2 separate regions of the Arabidopsis thaliana genome follow, and region 1 is linked to region 2. A link is a contact called in public targeted proximity ligation data. All regions are on one chromosome and are shown on one strand. The core of a region is the stretch at or near the end of the contact, and the rest is flanking DNA. Distances in the headings are between cores, read along the strand shown. Region 1 holds the start of RGL2 (RGA-like 2). Region 2 holds the start of AT3G03330 (NAD(P)-binding Rossmann-fold superfamily protein).

Region 1 (2,897 bases), core at 372-2,871, 35 kb before region 2:
GGGAATCATGGAGAACAGGGGCGTAACATGAACCCTAATGAGATGATGTTGCTGATGAATGGATGGGGGAACAATAACAACAACAATAATAGCCAGAAGGAAGAGAAGGAACCATTAGAAGATTTCTTGAATGATGAAGAAAATGAAAATGGTGAACATGAGAAGTGGCGAAGAAGTGGGGATTTTGATTTGAATATTCGGTAAATGAAACCATGACTCAGATTTTCTTTTGGTTTGGTTATCCAAATACTCGTAGTTTGGTGATGTAGTTAAATCTTGAAAGGTAGTGAATAAGGTGAAAGATAAATTGACGATGATGAAGTGTTCTTTGAGGTGGACTAGTTTTGGCGAGTGAGCATGACGCGCTTCAGTTTCGATTCTCTCATCTTATGAATTTTAAAAGAGGGATCCTAAATAAAAAGTAACAAATAATGTAAACCACAAAAGCAAAACAGGCCAATTTAGACACAAGTTACATCAAATGACTAAAAATGGAAAAGCATGCACCATGTGACTTCTAACACAACAACGAATATCATTTTCTTGTAGCTGCGATTGGGACCATACCTATATACAATCCCCACAACATTTTTCTATAATTTATTTTCTTATATTCCAAAAGGATCTTTTACGGTTTCCAAACGATACCACTATTCGAAAAAACCTTAATTATTATGCATGATGATGATGTGTGTATGTAAAACTGCTGAAAGATATATGCAATAAATTAATGAAAGTAACCTTATGTTGTGGACGTCTCGTAGGCTATGTCTTCCTCTACGTGGCACATGAGAAGTTGCTCATGTGTCCCCCTCAAATACTTGAGCTGTAGACTGTAGTTTTATCTCAGTGAAACAATACATAGCTAAAAACATATTTGTTTATCATTATGGTAAAAAAGAATTCACATCACCAGAATGTTAGAACTTGGTCAAGAAAAAAGAGAGTAATAGTTGAATCATATTTGTGTCTGATTATACTTTTCTTATGGACCAATAAAATAATTAGTTATCTAATGTTGTCTCAGTTTAATATGATCTCTAAAAACTGATTACTCTATGACATTAAACCTGCTGGTAACAAAAAATTGTTTGCTTTGAAAATTTGTATTTTTATCCAAACACTAACAACTTAGGATTCTTGCTTCATGATTATACACTTTCGACTGAGGAAAAGATTATATACTTTCTACCAAGATATGAGAAAATCAAATTTGTATAATTCAATATTTTCAGTTGTCATTAGAAAAGAGTTGATTATCAAATGTCAATTATTTAGTGAAAAAATAAACATTATCCAACATAAGGAAAAAAACTACACTTAAGTGCCATTATCTTAACACGCATTTGGTGCCGTTTGGGTTTAAGAACAACGAAGTCGTAAGCGAGAATATGACAATATTCAATGGCATTTAAGAACAATTAAGTCGTGATCGTCTATAAGACTATGACACTATCATTAAAAGACACTTTAATCACTTCACAACTTAAAAACATCTTACCAACAAATATGACGAAAGCACACTACAACCTAAAAGTTATAAAGTTCCATTGGTCAAAACTACTAAACAGATTTAGAAATCTCTACTAAACAGTTATAAAGAAAATTATCCATTACTACAAAAAAAAAGGAGTAAATTTCTTGGAGTTAGGAAAAAATGAAAGAGAGAAACAGATGCCAAACAATAGTGGCATGCTCTGATTCTTATCTCTTAAACACACTTCACAGTCACTTCTCTAATTGGACCTCTCTCTCACTCCCTCGTGCTTTATATATTGCTCCTCTCAGAATCTCCTTTCTTTCCACAAAAATTGTCTGTAACCAAATCACAACAAAGACCCACAAAATTCTTTTTTTTTTCTTTTTCAAATCCCATTAATAAAAACCTTACCAACCCATGAAGTAAAGTAAACTCCTTTCTTATAAACTCTCTTTTGTTCTTTTTTTTTCAACTTCATCAGTCTCTTAACTCACCATCACAAGAACAAGAAAGATGAAGAGAGGATACGGAGAAACATGGGATCCGCCACCAAAACCACTACCAGCTTCTCGTTCCGGAGAAGGTCCTTCAATGGCGGATAAGAAGAAGGCTGATGATGACAACAACAACAGCAACATGGATGATGAGCTTCTTGCTGTTCTTGGCTACAAGGTTCGATCTTCTGAGATGGCTGAAGTAGCACAGAAGCTTGAACAACTTGAGATGGTCTTGTCTAATGATGATGTTGGTTCTACTGTCTTAAACGACTCTGTTCATTATAACCCATCTGATCTCTCTAACTGGGTCGAGAGCATGCTTTCTGAGCTGAACAACCCGGCTTCTTCGGATCTTGACACGACCCGAAGTTGTGTGGATAGATCCGAATACGATCTCAGAGCAATTCCGGGTCTTTCTGCGTTTCCAAAGGAAGAGGAAGTCTTTGACGAGGAAGCTAGCAGCAAGAGGATCCGACTCGGATCGTGGTGCGAATCGTCGGACGAGTCAACTCGGTCCGTGGTGCTCGTTGACTCTCAGGAGACCGGAGTTAGACTTGTCCACGCACTAGTGGCGTGCGCTGAGGCGATTCACCAGGAGAATCTCAACTTAGCTGACGCGCTGGTGAAACGCGTGGGAACACTCGCGGGTTCTCAAGCTGGAGCTATGGGAAAAGTCGCTACGTATTTTGCTCAAGCCTTGGCTCGTCGTATTTACCGTGATTACACGGCGGAGACGGACGTTTGCGCGGCGGTGAACCCATCTTTCGAAGAGGTTTTGGAGATGCACTTTTACGAGTCTTGCCCTTACCTGAAGTTCGCTCATTTCACGGCGAACCAAGCGATTCTAGAAGCTGTTACGACGGCGCGTAGAGTTCACGTCATTGATTTAGGGCTTAATCAAGGGATGCAATGGCCTGCTT
Region 2 (2,985 bases), core at 172-2,671:
GCAAAAACAAAGCCGAAACAGCAAAGTAATATTTGCTGGGCAATATTCTTTTAATTTTTACCGTGGATATCTGCTTCCTTCATCTTCTCTTTGATTTTCTCCGATAACTCGAGAATTTCAGGCGACTGCAGTTAAACAATGTAATGATGATAAACAAACCTGAGTGTTGCAAACTTAGAAGACACATAAACCAAATTTCAAAATCAAATAATCACCTGAGTGACTTCAGAGACAGAAATGGCAATGGCAGCTTTGGCGTCCTCTTCTTGAAGACGCTTAAGGGCCCTACCAATCTTCCTATCACACTCAACGATAAGCCTGTCTATGGCATCTTCCAATTCCCTGTCGTAGTTATCAACACCTTTTGCCCTTGCTTCTCGGTATCTAAGGGCGAGTTAAAGCAACACAGGAGTGGAAAGAGAACAACATGCCACTGTAGAATCAAACTAAACATAACAATGACACCAACTTTTTTTTGTAACTAATCTGCATAGGCTAGTCTTATATGCACTATCCATTCATTTAACGTATTATCTCAAGCAAAAACCAGGAAGAAGAGCAAAAACATGAGCAAAAAACAGATATCAACCCAATTAGTAAGTATGTTCAAATGTCAAATTCAATTGAAAGAGGCCATGGAAGTAGGCGGCCTTCATGGTAACCGTATAAGGTAAATACTAAACTTACTGTAAACAAAGGATACTCTTTCCGAAGCTGCAAAGAGTGCACCTTTGGGCATGGTCCCATATCCATTTTCTGATAACAACAGAAATGTAAAAGGAGCATCAGTTATTAGGCAAACCAAAGTAGCCATGCACTAAATTACTAGACAGATACTCATAGAAAACAGTGAAGCGATACAAGTTTCAGAATTCAGATATACTCTATAAGATACAAAACTGCACACTGTATCAAGTAACCAAATACCAGTTATCAATTCGAGCTAAAGCAGAAACACAAAAGATTAGCTCAAAAGTGAAATTAGGGTTTTTTTATTCAAAGAGACAACTAAGTAATAAACTGAAAAAATATAAAGGTAAGCACCGTCAATTGGAAGAGATCGTGAGGGCAGAGACCAGACAAGTAAAGACGACACACATCACGGTCGTAGTATTTGCGATTCACCTCCTGAACGTCGCCGTTTCGGTTAGCTCCCATGAGCACATCAAGCTGCTTCCTTATAGCGTCCATAGTCGTTCTCTCTCTCTCTCTCTCTCTCTCTCTCTCTCTCTCTCTCTCTCTCTCTCTCTCTTTCCTCGTCCTCTCTGCAAACAGAGATTTGGGGTTTTTTGATCGAAAGACAACACAATGATAGGAACAATGGCATTCGGATGTAATAAGATTTTGGTATATAAGATTAATTGCATACAGGTCCCTATATATTAATAATTTATGTTCTACTCCTACATTTATTTCTGTCAACATATTTTGCCCACGGGTAAGAAGACTTGGTCTCTCGCTGGTTGCTTCAATCCGAGAAAATGCTGACTCTACTCTTCTTCTCTCTCGGAGCGCTTCTTCTTATCGTTCTGCTCTTCAAATTTGCATTCGCCGATGGTAATAACTCTGACGATTTCTAATGCAATGTTTAACTTCTTTTATGTATAAAAGGATTGATCTTTGCTTTGTGTAGGAGATTTTACCTTGATTTCGAAGAAGCATGTGAAGCGTGAGGCCATACAAGGCAAGGTACTGGATTGATAGAGGAAAAAATGGAATTTAGTGGGATTGATTTGAGTTTTCGATTATTTCAATCTCTGAGCATTAATTCAGATTTCTTGGTTTTGCTCAGGTCGTCTGGATCACAGGGGCTAGCCGTGGAATTGGTAACGAATGTTTTCTTAGGATTATATATCTGTGAAGAGATAACTTTTATTGTGGCTGCTTACTCTTCATGTTTATGATTGGATTCAGGTGAAATTCTTGCTAAACAGTTTGCAAGTTTAGATGCCAAGCTTATTCTCTCTGCTAGGAATAAAGCTGAACTGGATCGGGTTAAGAGTGAGCTTAAAGGTACTTTCTTACACAATGAATCAAAGAAAGCTCTCCAGTTTACAATTGTGAGCTTTTTGTTGACACGTGATGTAACTGACTCTGTATTCTTCTTCTAGGTAAATTTGCACCAGAAGATGTCAAGGTTTTGCCTTTAGATTTAGCTAGCGGCGAAGAGTCACTCAAACATGTTGTAGAGCAAGCAGTGTCGCTTTTCCCTGGAGCTGGTGTTGATTATTTGGTTCACAATGCTGCCTTTGAGCGTCCGGTAAGTAATTTCCTTGCTAAAGTTTTGTATCTACTCAATAGAGAGTCTTAGGCTTTAGATATGTTTACTCAAGCGGGTGTCATCATCATACTCTTTTCCTTGCAGAAATCCAAGGCATCGGATGCAAGTGAGGAAACTCTCAAGGTACTAAAATTAATTGCGTAAAATTCGTAGGCAAGATTATTAATTCTTGAGGAAACTCTCAAGGTATTTTTTGTTTCTATTGCCATAGTTAGCCTGTAACAATTAGGACATGGGTGATTTTGATATTTCTTTCTGACATATGGTTAATCTATGATTTTGTGTGCAGACTACATTCGATGTTAATGTCTTTGGGACGATATCTCTGACAAAGTTGGTAGCTCCTCATATGCTAAAACAAGGAGGGGGTCATTTTGTTGTGGTACGTGGAGACTACTGGGGGATAGTTTTTGTTAATTTTGTGGAATTATATTTAAGGATTGAGCTTCATATCATAGTTTATATATGTGGATAACATTGCGTTTTATATGTTAGTTAATTGTTGTAATCACAGTATTGAATCTTGACTATATATGTTAAATCTGAGGATACTAGGGTATATAGACAATTTAAGGTTTCGTTCAGGTTAGTATTTACCATAGCTTGAATGTTATGGAACTCAGGCTATGATCATGCACTAATTGTCCATTTTATTGGGTTAAATGTCATGAGTAATAATTCACGTCAATTATGCTCAGATAAGC

The links.
Region 1: a contact with region 2 is called in a targeted proximity ligation map of shoot, with 14 read pairs. A contact is called at or near these places in 1 of 26 Hi-C or Micro-C datasets (root), 1 of 2 datasets of targeted methods (shoot) and 1 of 3 other capture datasets (shoot).

Annotation. Positions count from the first base shown.
Region 1 is chr3:820,376-823,272 of TAIR10.1, reverse strand. RGL2 (RGA-like 2) reads left to right here and starts at 1,621. Exons shown (of 1, transcript NM_111216.3): 1 at 1,621-2,897. The coding sequence starts at 1,994. It overlaps AT3G03460 (mediator of RNA polymerase II transcription subunit-like protein), which reads left to right. Exons shown (of 2, transcript NM_111217.3): 2 at 1-377. The coding sequence ends at 204.
Region 2 is chr3:784,645-787,629 of TAIR10.1, reverse strand. It overlaps AT3G03330 (NAD(P)-binding Rossmann-fold superfamily protein), which reads left to right and starts at 1,421. Exons shown (of 12, transcript NM_111204.4): 1 at 1,421-1,557; 2 at 1,634-1,689; 3 at 1,793-1,826; 4 at 1,915-2,013; 5 at 2,112-2,260; 6 at 2,366-2,404; 7 at 2,571-2,663; 8 at 2,980-2,985. The coding sequence starts at 1,482. UNE6 (LUC7 related protein) reads right to left here and starts at 1,425. Exons shown (of 13, transcript NM_001337465.1): 1 at 1,045-1,425; 2 at 704-756; 3 at 216-384; 4 at 62-125. The coding sequence starts at 1,425.